2 separate regions of the Capsicum annuum genome follow, and region 2 is linked to region 1. Evidence: chromatin contacts called from public Hi-C data. All regions are on one chromosome and are shown on one strand. Each heading gives the region's core, a stretch centred on a gene start, on an enhancer-like site or on the middle of the called end of the contact. The rest is flanking DNA. Distances are from core to core; before and after follow the strand shown.

Region 1 (6,247 bases), core at 1,000-3,499:
GTATTCGATATTTCAGTATGTTATTTATAAATATCAAATATCATACTGAATATCAAAAAAAAAAAATTCGATATAATAATTCAGTATATACCATGTCATGCCCACACCTATAACTAAATGAGAGTTAAAGTTGTCCAACATTAATTTGTTAAGTAAAGTATACCTATTAAGAAACAAATTAGGACATAAATTAGAAACCACTTTCTTTTTTTATCCTTTTAAAGCCAAAAAAAATTATTAATATGAGAAATTAAGTTTCTTGAACTCATCAACTATAAAATATAAATGAAGGGTAAAAAGAAAATAAACTTCCGACAATTCTCTTGAAAATTAAACAATTAGATTATTTTGAACATTAAAAAATAACTCACAAATTGAATTAATATGGACTAGAGGGAGTAAATAAATGGCAATTTACTCTCTCCGAGGCTAGTAAGTGACTATTCTTAAAATTAGTATGGTGCAACAATGTTTTATGTATATTGATTCACTTTTACTTGTTATATTTTGATTTTGCACACCAATTAAAAAAAATAATTGATATAATTAATTATTTTTTCTTGATTTTCATTTTAAAAATAAGTGACAAATAAAAATGAATAAAGAAAGTATTATATTATTTTTTGAATATAATAAAGTCAATACTTTGAAAATTACATTGAGAATTAATTACCTTTATTTAAAAAAAAAAACATTAAGAATGATTATAGTTAATAATTAATAAGAGCAAATTAGAAATTAAGTGATGGACGATTTCTTACTTTTCTATATTGAACAAGTAAGATTGCTATCTATTTTTAATACAGTAAATAAATAAAAATAAACAAAACTAGTCCTAGCTCAATCGTTTCTAATAGTTTAAGGGCCCGTTTGTCTATGAAATTATTATTTTTTTCCGAAAAATTTTTCTGGAGTTGGAATTGTGGTGTTTGGCCATGAAAATTCGAAAAATAATTTCGAAAAATTTTTCTGAAAAGGGAAAACAGGTTTTTGGTGTTTTCACAATTTTCCAACTCCAATTCCAACTTTTATTATTATTACATATAACCCCAATCTTTTGAATTTTTACATAAAGCTCTCCTTATAACTGTAACTAACTACCAACAAACAAATAAAAACAAATGGCATATTGGAGTCATAAGACTTGTGAAGTGTGTTTTTTAAATGAAAGCTTTAAAACTTGCGAATAGATGCTGCAGGAGGTCACATCTTATGATCTTTGCTATAATGAGGTGTTGTGACATACAAAAATGGCGTGAGTTGTTATGGCCTGTGGTCATTGCATGAAAAATCTGTTCAGAATTGTGAGAAAGCTACTGCATTAGATTGAACCGGAAGACTTTCACCAATAACTTTTTAATGAATCAATGATTTGAATTTGTATTGGCGATTTGAGGATCTGGAAACACCTTAATGAAAGGTGGAAAAATAGGCCCTACTGGAAAAGAATATAGAGGATTCATATATTAGTGCTAAGTTGTTCCTTATTTTAATTTATAACTTAGAGGATTCATACAACCAACTCCAACTAGTTTGGATAAAAATGATCTAGTATGAGTTGTTGTTTAATTTAAGAAGCTGAGCTTATTTGTCGCTGATGAAGAATCCTATGTGCGTCTAAATTGTCTCTTGCCTTTTCGGATACTCTGTCGTTATGGGTGAGGTCTTTCGCCATGTTCATTTCTTTCTCTTGGATATGGCGATGGATATCAACCTGGGAATATGAAACCGTTGTTCTTTAGACCCGTATATCGTGTTTGGAATGCTAATACATGACCTCTCCTTATAATTTTAGTTGGGTGATTTTGATAGTTTGTAAAAGTTGGAGCATAAAATCATATTTAAAAAAATAAATTCAAAAAAGACATGCCAAACACAACTCCAACTTCAACTCTAACTCCGAAAAATTTTAGTTTTCATAGACAAACGGCTACAAAGATTACCATTCTTGGTATTTGCGGTAAGTTAGCCACGTGGCTCATTGCGGTAAGTTAGCCACGTGGCTCATTATTTTAAAGCATAAAATTAAAAAAAATTATAAGGAGTTTATTTTATTAAATTTGACTTTTTATTTATAAATTTAAGTATTATACGTTTTATATAGTCATGTAATGATATGATAATATTAAAAAAATATGATAAAAATCTCTTAATTTTATAAATAAAATAATTAAATTAAAATAAGAAATAAATATTTTTAGTAAAATCACCAATTATAATGAAATGGTGGGAGGTTATGAATAAGTTGTGATGGTTGAGAATTTGGGGAATGTTTTTCCACTTCTTTTTCGGTGTCAAGTTGATCCCAAATGCCAACCTTTTTTTTGTTTCTTTTTATAGAACATTCCACTCAAATTTTTTCGTAATTTTGAACCCTCCCAAACAAACCCCAATAAATAGAGGTTTTAGTTACAAGGGGATTTAGCTTAAAACTACCGACCCGACCCGTTTCCATTCCTCTCCGGACGGTGACCAAAATGGTGGTGTTCCATGTTCACCGAATCGCCCAACGCCTCAATCACTCTACTCTCTCCTCTGTTCTTCTTCACGATTCTGTAAACTTCCTCTCTCTGTTTTTATGTGCATATTTTTTATATATTCTTGGTTGATTTAATAAAGAGTTGTATTTGTTCAATGTAGGGGCATGTATCATTATTGAAAATGGGGTCGTCTAGGAGTATTAATACCGCAGCGAAGTTTCGAACTTGGGGTTTGTTACCATCCAATTGTTCCAATGGTATGAGTTTCATTTACATCTGGAGTTGAGTTACTTTTGTAAAGCTACTGCTTTTTTTTATTTTCATATTTGTTTTTGCCCCTGCACGTAAGGATGTGGTCTAGTGGTCAATGAAATGAGTTGAGAACTATGAGGTTTTAGGTTTAAAGCCCAATAGAGGCCAAAAAATTAGTAGGTGATTTCTTTCCATTTGTGCTAGTCTTGATAGACAGTGTTTCCTGTTGCTTATGGGAGGTGGGATGTATGCTGTGGAATTAGTTGAGGTGTACGAAAGCTAGCCTTGACACGGCAACTATCAACACAATAACGAAATTGGTTCATGCCTTGTTGAATTGTGTGAAGCAAAAGAAGAGTGGTTGATAAACTGTCTACCCAAAGACAATTTTAGGTGCAGAATGAAGCATTGGGCTATTGGTGCCAATTTATGTGGTACTAATATTTTGCTATTAGCGTGTGTTGGAGGATCTCACGTTATAGCCTTCTTTTGTATCTTGGCTTGTTTGTGAATTTAGAGAAAGTGCAGCATTTTTGTATCTTGTTTTTTTTCTTGGGTGAAGTAGAGATACTTGTAATATTTTGAGGATGGTTAAATTCTGTAACAGAGGACAAAGATTGTGAAAAATTATATACAGCTGATATCCTTTGCAATCACTGTAGGAAGCTGTGATAATCTATCATCATATCCACAAATATGACATGTTCTAATTTACACCAAAAAAGTGATACATTTATGCTTTGGTGTACGAGTGTTCTCATATTTTCTTTCAAAACATCTTTGTTTTAGCCAATAAAATAGTCCTTGTTGATGGGTTAATCTCATTTGTGCTTATTATGTTATCCAACTTTCTAAAAAAAAACCTTCAATTTGTGTGAAACAAACCTTTATCTTTGGTGAATGGTGTGAACTAAACTATATATAATTAACTTTTGGATGAACACAACAATTTCTTGGGAAATCCATAACATACTCTCATTCAAGGATAATTTTGCACATAATGGTCTAAACAACTAGAATAGGCTTGTTACTTTAGATTAAGGTACAACTATTGCAATTGAAGTTAAAAAGTAACTCTAATTAGGATTTTTCCTTTGGCTTTGTTTATGGAACAACAACAACAACAAACCCAGTGTATTCCCTCCTAGTGGGGTCTGGGGGGGTAAGATGTACGCAGTCCATACCTCTACCTCTGAAGAAGTAGAAAGGTTGTTTCCGATAGACCCTCGGCACAAGGCACGAGATACCACACAAACACATAGTAAATCACAGCACAAGATTACATAACATAAATACGACACCCATAAGTAATATAAAACAGAGGAAAGCACACAGATTCGTAATAAGACATGGAACACAGACTCATAACAGGAATACAACCCCCACCAAGTAATTCCCTACACTAGCGCCTCAAACTGGCCCTAGTCCTCTGCCCTAATTCGCGTCCTCCAGACCTTCCTATCTAAGGTCATGTCCTCGGTGAGCTGTAACTGCTCCATGTCCCGCCTAATCACCTCACCCCAGTACTTCTTCGGCCTACCCCTACCCCGCCTAAAATCATCCAACGCTAGCCTCTCACACCTACGGACCGGTGCATCCATGCCCCTCCTCTTCACGTGTCCGAACCATCTCAATCGGGCTTCCCGCATCTTGCACTCCACTGGAGTCACACCAACCTTCTCCCGGATAGTCTCATTCCGAACTCTATCCCCTCTAGTCAGCCCACACATCCAGCATAACATCCGCATTTCTGCCACCCTCATTTTTTGGATGTGGGAGTTCTTAACTGGCCAACACTCCGCTCCATACAACATGGCCGGACGGACTACCGTCCTGTAGAATTTGCCTTTAAGCTTGGGCGGCACCTTCTTATCACACAGCACCCCCGACGCGAGCTTCCACTTCATCCATCCCGCCCCAATACGGTGCGAGACATCCTCGTCAATCTCACCGTTACTCTGGATCACAGACCCGAGATACTTGAAACTCTCCCTCTTACATACCTCCTGTGATTCCAGCTTCACTACTACCTCATTCTCCCGCCTCACGTCATTAAACTTGCATTCCACATACTCTGTCTTGCTTCTGCTCACCCTGAACCCTTTAGACTCAAGGGTTTGCCTCCACACCTCTAATTTGTCACTCACACCCCCTCGAGTCTCATTTATCAGAACTACATCGTCTGCATAAAGCATACACCACAGCACCTCCCCTTGAATACGCCGCGTCAACACATCCATCACCAACGCAAACAAAAAGGGACTAAGAGTAGATCCCTGATGCAACCCTGTCAGGACAGTGAAATGCTCTGAGTCTCCTCCCGCCGTCCTAACCTTAGTTTTCGCTCCATCATACATATCCTTAATTGCTCTGATATATGCCAGCGGTACTCCACTCACCTCTAAGCATCTCCAAAGCACCTCCCTGGGGACTTTGTCGTAGGCCTTCTCCAGGTCAATAAACACCATGTGTAGGTCCTTCTTCCTTTCCCTGTACTGTTCCACCAACCTCCGTACCAGATAATTGCCTCCGTCGTCGAGCGGCCAGGCATAAATCCAAACTGGTTTTCTGAGATAGACACTATCCGTCTCAGTCTCACCTCGACCACTCTCTCCCAGATCTTCATAGAGTGACTCAATAACTTAATCCCCCTATAGTTATTGCAACTCTGGATGTCCCCCTTATTCTTATAGAGAGGGATCATGGTACTCCACCTCCAAGCCTCGGACATCTTTGCCGTCTTGAAGATTTCATTAAACAATCCAGTCAACCACCTTACACCAGCCTCTCCAACGAACTTCCAAAACTCCACCGGTATCTCATCCGGCCCCGTCGCCCTACCCCTTCGCATTCTGCGAACAGCCTGTCTAACCTCTTCTACCTTAAAACGTCTACAATAGCTAAAATCCCGACACTCCTCTGAGTGCTCCAGTTCCCCTAACACAATTGCTCTATCCCCTTCGTCATTCAAGAGCCTATGAAAGTACGACTGCCATCTATTCTTAATGTGGCCGTCCTCCACCAACACTCTACCGTCCTCCCCCTTAATGCACCTCACCTGATCGAGGTCACAACCTTTCCTCTCCCTAGCCTTAGCGAGTCTAAACAACTTTTTCTCCCCTCCTTTCCCCTGTAACCCTGCATACAAGCTCTCAAAGACGGCCGTCTTAGCTGCCGTGACTGCTGACTTAGCCTCCTTCCTCGCTAGCTTGTACTCTTTCCTGTTTACCCGCTTCTCCTCTTCGTCCTTACTCTCCACCAACTTGGCATACGCCCTTTTCTTGGTCCCCACTTTCTTCTCCACCTCTTCATTCCACCACCAATCCCCCCGATGGTGCCCGGCCCAGCCCCTAGAAACACCCAACACCTCACTTGCATTCTCCCTGATGCACCTAGCCGCCCTATCCCACATACTATCCACGTCTCCCCTACACTCCCACACCCCCATTCCCGCCAACTTCTCCCCTATCTCCCACGCATTCGCTGGCGTCAGGCCGCCCCACTTAATTCTAGGT
Region 2 (6,247 bases), core at 2,205-4,704, 250 kb before region 1:
CATCAGAATGAATTATATCAAAAGGAGCAACAGAATAAGACACACTTTTATTAAACGGTAAGGCAGAAAATTTTGCCAGTTTACAACCACTACAATCTGAAATATCACTAGTGTTCACATGACCCAAAGCACCACTAGAGACCAAAAAACGTAAACGTGAAACTGACACATGTCCTAATCTGGAATGCCAAAGATAAAACTGAGAAGACAAAGGACTCAAACGAAAAGAAGATAAATCTATGCTAGAGGCAGCAACTGCAGACACTTTGAGATTCTCCAAGACATAGAGTTCCCCCAACCTATGGCCGGTCCCAATCACCCTCTGAGTGTGTTGGTCCTGTATAACACAAACAGAATCAGAAAAAAACACCCAATTACCAGCCTTACACAACTGACTGACCGAAACAAGATTTAAAGCAAGTTTGGGAATGTAATAAACATCAGAGAGGACAATGTGAGGGGTAGTAACAGAACCAACACCCTCGACTGACATAGGTACAGCACTCGCGGACATAACAGAGATTGGTGAAATGGGTGACAAAGAACCAAACGATGACAAATGAGGGGACATGTGATGAGACGCACCAGAATCCAATATCCACAAGGAGGAAGGAATACCTGAGGTACTAGAAGAAACTGAACCCGAATGAGACATAGATGCTGACATGGCCGTAGGATTAGAAACGAAGAACTGTCTGAACTGTTCGAAAACCTGGGGATCCAACGCAGAAGGTGGCATAGTGCTAACAGACTCAACATCTACAGATGGTGCAGCAGCAGCGAACTGTGGAGGACGAGATGACCATGGAGGAGCACCAGAGGAGCGTGACGGAGACTTTTGCTGCCCATATTTCTGTTGCTGCCCAGATTGAGGCTGTTTGACCTTGTTAAGTAACAACGGACACTGAGCCTTCCAATGATTTTTCTGTTTGCAGAATGCACACTCATCAAATGCAACGTTAGGAGATTGTCGAGTCTGAGTACGTGGTGGCCTAGACTGATCAGTTGAAGCAGCAAACACGACAGGAGTAGTAGTTACTTTAGACCCTTTATCCACTTGAGACTTGATACGAGTCTCCTCTGCAATTAGTTCATGAACCACAGAATCAACAGTAGGGAGGGGAGATCGATGAAGGATTGTTCCACGTAGGCCCTCAAAGTCAGAACGTAGTGCCATCAAAAACTGAACCAAGCGTTGCTCTTCCCGTCTAGCAATGTACGGCCCAAAACCTTTTAACTCTGCAGATTCAGTAAGTGCCAATTGATCCCACAAATCCGACATGGCAGCATAAAAATCTTGAATACTGAGATCATGCTGTTGAAGAGCACGGATATCATACTCCAACTGGTACTGCTTAGCAAAATTAGACTGAGTGTACAGTCTTTCCAAATGATCCCAGACCTCCTTTGCTGTGTCATACTTAGCCAATTGCATACCAATTGACTGAGTTACAGAATTGTTGATCCAAGTGATAATCTTGGAGTTATTAGTTTCCCATAAGTCCACCAACAAATCAAAATTTTCAGTTTTATCATCGATAGGTCTTAGTTTTACTCCAGTGATATAACCCCACATATTCTTCCCACGAAGAAAATTCTTCATGACATAACTCCAATAGGCATAGTTCTTACCATCTAATTGAGTACTAATGGACTGGAGAGAATCATCCTTTCCAGTCATTGTAAACACAGCAACACACAAACAATTCAAAAAAACAAAAAGATGCAAAACCCTAGGTTGAACAATTCCGAACGAACAACAATGGCAGCAAGCAAAAGAACGAAAGACGAACAATACCAGACAGCAAACGAATACAGCAGCACCTAGTTCGATCCGCGCAGTAGGTGCTGCTACAAAATCTTCAACCAACAAATCAAAGGACATGGATCAAACTAGCTTTGATACCATGTTAATAGAACTTTATTGAAAGAAAGAAAGGCTAAGGTTTACAATATAATCTGAAAAGCATAAAAAACTAACTAAAACAAAAGTAGGCTATATATATACATAGCCAATAACCTAAAGGTCCATAAACTAAAGGCCCAATAACATATGGGCTAACACCTTTTTCGTTCCAACATTGCAATAGCTCTCTAGTGGATTTTGGCATGGACCAGGACATGCGTATGATTGACAAAAATATTCTCTATAGCTGATTAGTAACTTTACAATGCAAAAAAAGGTGGCCAACATCTTCAAAGTGCTCTTCACACATGGTACACCTACGATAAAGCTAAATTTTTCTCTTGTTAGAATTATTAGCATAGCCAAGAAAGAGTCCTCTCTTATTAAAGCTATTCAAAATATGATGCAGTCTTACTTAACAGATCTATTATATTCCAATGTCTAGATAACTTGACAATTAATTTTGAGAAATTCTTCTTTGTTTGTCTATTAGTTTGATTTCAATGTTGATCTGTTGTCAATTGTCATTGTAGGAGTTGTTCAATCTGTTCTTCAATGACTTAAAGTCCATCAATTCGTGGAGTCAGAGGAAGAGCATGAATGGTCAGGAACTATGCAATCAAAAATGTTGATAAATGATTTTCAAACTCAGTTCTTTTTCACAATGCAACCGTATACCTTATTTTACTTGAGATGAAACATGCCTTGCTGCACATGGAACATACAACTCTAATGGATCCCAAAGGAAAATGAGGAAAAACTAATTGTTCAATGTAACATATAAATCATATTGCACATTATGGTTAGATTGTAAGGAAAAACCATTACTTTTTCATTGTCACGATTTTGGAAAAGCCCAATGATTATTTGGAAAGGGAAAAGTTTCAGACATCTCTTAATTAAGTCAAGTTTATGGGAAAGTGGTTTAATTTTTATGTGGTATTTTGTTCGTATGTTGGACTGAACATTAGGACTATAGACGTAATAGCTTGTATTATTGGTTTTGGCATTAGGCTCACACGGGGTTGTAAGGTATCATTTGGTATCAAAGCTAAGGCTTCTTGTGTTCCTACACTACCAATCTTGGGCTCTCTTAGTACAAAAAAAAGAGTGAAGTGTTCTTGTTCTAGGCCGGGTATTCTTCTTGTTGTTGTTATGTTTGGCCGAGATTTGTGTCTAGATTTGAGCGTGTTTAGTAGTCTTAGTTTGTTTCTAGTGTTGGTTCTCTTTCTCCTCAACAATTATTGAGTCTACAACCCAAGCTCTTGAGCAAGATTTGAGTTGTGTTGTGGTGTTAAGTGGACGGTTTCTTGTTGTTGTTATTGGTGTTTATCTTGTGTTGTGTTGAAGAAGTTGTTTGATCTTGAAGAGAGAAAAGAAGTATAGGACTTTGTGTTTGTCTTGAAAACAATCCAAGACAACACCAAAGTAGAAAAAGAAAAAAAACCCTCCAAAAAGCAAGTTACCAAAAAGGAGTAAGGCACTTTTCAAACTTAGACAAAAGAGGAAAAAGACAAGACTACCCCAAAAAGTTGTCTTGCCAAAAGAGTGCAAGTTGGTGGAAAGCTTTTGAATCTTGAAAAGAGAGTCTCAAGGCTTGTAAGCCTATACCATGTTAGAAATATCTTCCTCAAAGGTGTATTATTGAACATCAAAGTCCTGGAGCAAATTCTCTTAAACAACAAAGTGTGGTTTTGGCATTAGGCTCACACGGATTTGAACACAAGACGGCTTCTTCGTATACCAGCTTTTGCCAATGTGGTATTTGCCTATGATGATACAATAAAGTTGTTTTTACTCAGGATACATCTTTGTCCAACAGAAATTAAAAAATGACATGATTATTGGACTTCCTGTGTTTAGTTATCTTAATTCCTTGAGGTGTAATGGTTAGAGTAAACTATAAATGCTATGTAAAATGTATAAGAAACAATGAGACTTCAAGGATAAAAATTTGTTTGCTTAGTTTCTTGATGTAGTTATTACTAATTAAATGATTTATATCTAGTTAAGTTCATACTGCGTAAAATTTCTTCACTCTAGTTTTTATGTCTCCTCTTTCATTGTATTGTATTCTTTTTAGTGGAAATGCGTGGAGCTAGGGAGAAAGCTGTAGATTTAACATAATTCTGTAGATTTCTTCAATACCCAATATTTAATGGATACTATGCTATACATTAACAAGAACATGAAATGTCAATTATGAGAAGGAGGAGTAAAGTTTCAATGACTTCTTTTATCAAGTTGGATAATGAACATGTTTCTCGATAGACTGACATTGTGTGATTGTGATATATTGCCCGAGTTTGATCCCAAGAGCACACACTTTGAGGGTAGAGCGGTACCACAACCTTACTAGGTTTGTGATCCCTACTAGGACTGAAGGTATTAAAATTAGTAATAGCGAGAATATTGAAATACTTTCGGTGGAATGTGGGACTCAAATGATATTAAGCAGCTACCAAAACGTACGCAGGAGCTCCTTCCATCTCTTAATAAACTACAACTGTGGAGTTTTCCAGAAATAGAGTCCTTTCCTGAAGGAGAATAGCCCTTTAATTTTGAAATCCTTTGGATCATCATCAATTTAGAGAAATTGGTGAGCAACCGAAAAGAGTGGTGTTTACATAGACTCCCTTGTCTCAGAGAGTTATGGATCGATCATAATGGCAGTGACAAAGAGATTCTTGCTGGTGAGAATTGGTAGCTGCCTTTCTTTATTAGAATGCTTAGAATATCCAATCTAAAAATATTAGCATCCAAATTCACAATAGTCTCACCTCTCTTGAATTTCTAAGTATATGTAATTTACTTCAAATTCAGTTACTGCTGGAAGAAGGGCTTCCCTCATCTCTTTCTGATCTTTATTTATCTATCCCTAATCTCCAATCTAGTCCAAAATCATGCTGCCCTCTCTCTCTGTGTTGTCTGTATGGAATTGCCCTAATCTCCAGTCACTTCGAGCAAAAGGGATGCCCTTTCCCCTCCCATACTATATATTTCTGAATGTCCATTGCTCAAACCACTCCTAGAATTGGAAAAGGGGGAGTACTAGTCTTAAATTACTCATATCTCCACCATATAGATCGATGAGGGATACCTCATATCTCTAATGGGAAAGGTAAGGGCACAATCAAAGACCTATCGGGTAGCAACAGAAAATATCCAAGTTTAAAGTTTCCTTTCAATTTGAACCAAGAGGAGATAAGCAAACCCAAGTAAATAATGACAATAGGCAGCAAATGAATCAACCAAACGAATAAGATAGAACAAGAATAAACCAATCACAGAGAACACCATATTTACGTGGAAAACCTTTTAATGTGAAGAGTGAAAAACCACGAGAGCAAAACCTCCACTACAATCACCAAGATTTTCAATATGTTCTCCAAAAGGCCACCAAACAAGTGCGAAACAACAAGCAACAAGACATAAACCACAACACTAAACACTAGAGAAATAAAGGAGCGAAAATACCAAAATGCAACTACTGTTCAGGGATGAAGAATAGGAGCTACAGGACACCAAATCCACCTCCTTCAGCTTCTAATCAAAGATTGAGATGGTAGGAACAAGCTTTCCAAAAATCAGCTCAATCGGACAAGAAACGAGGTAGGAATCCCAATTTAAAGTTGATAGCTATGGTTGAAAAAATTAGGGGAAAATCAACTTTCTTTTCTCTTTTTGGCAGCTGAAAACTCTCTTTTTGTGATGATGAAATAATACCTAAAAAGATATATATATATATATATATATATATATATGCCTCATAGTAATGGGCTTATGGGCATAAGTGTGTTGGTCCAAATTGAGCTTTATTTATCCACATATGAAGGGACAAAAACCCATGACCCATCAATCTCCACTATAGAGATCGATGAGGGCTACCTTTAATGATTAAAATGAATGGCCCTTCGACAACTGTAAGTTATTATTTCCCCTCATGAGATATTTATTTTTGTTTGCTTCTCTTTGCCTACTTCTTAATTCTTTTCCTTTATTAAATATTGTCGATCAACGTGTAGCAAGTATTGCCACTATGAAGCCAAAGAAACATCTTCAGATCTGGATGAAAGATGGAAAAAAGGGTAATATATTGTAACTATAGAAAGTTTATACATTGTGAGGAAAAAAAGACCCAGTTTAGGTAGGAATTAGGAGTAATAATTTTATCTAGGAAGTTCATAGCAAAGTGTATTAACAGATTGGAAGACTTTTTATCTATCTCAATACGAAGATGGGTCAACATGATGTGCATAGTCTTTTGAAATATGAGGCAATATTATTTGAAAAAGCTAAGGATAAATTCAATAGAATTACCACTTCGAACACACCTACCTA

What was found. Hi-C and Micro-C count contacts between places; a contact is called where the count stands out from the background.
Region 2: a contact with region 1 is called in a Hi-C map of leaf, with 4 times the contacts expected there. The contact joins the enhancer-like site here to the promoter of LOC107848343 in region 1. A contact is called at or near these places in 3 of 5 Hi-C or Micro-C datasets (leaf and placenta).

What each region holds. Positions count from the first base shown.
Region 1 is chr11:189,266,188-189,272,434 of UCD10Xv1.1, reverse strand. LOC107848343 (adrenodoxin-like protein 2, mitochondrial) reads left to right here and starts at 2,249. Exons shown (of 8, transcript XM_016693094.2): 1 at 2,249-2,555; 2 at 2,641-2,737. The coding sequence starts at 2,478.
Region 2 is chr11:189,521,673-189,527,919 of UCD10Xv1.1, reverse strand. It overlaps LOC124888539 (a long non-coding RNA gene), which reads left to right. Exons shown (of 2, transcript XR_007046957.1): 2 at 2,440-3,948. Among protein-coding and RNA genes, the nearest start is that of LOC124888539, 7.2 kb to the left of the region's middle. Within about 2 kb of position 3,454, at least 4 of the 5 cell types and tissues checked have an H3K27ac peak or open chromatin away from gene starts, as enhancers often do. A contact at or near this core is called in leaf, where this site is marked.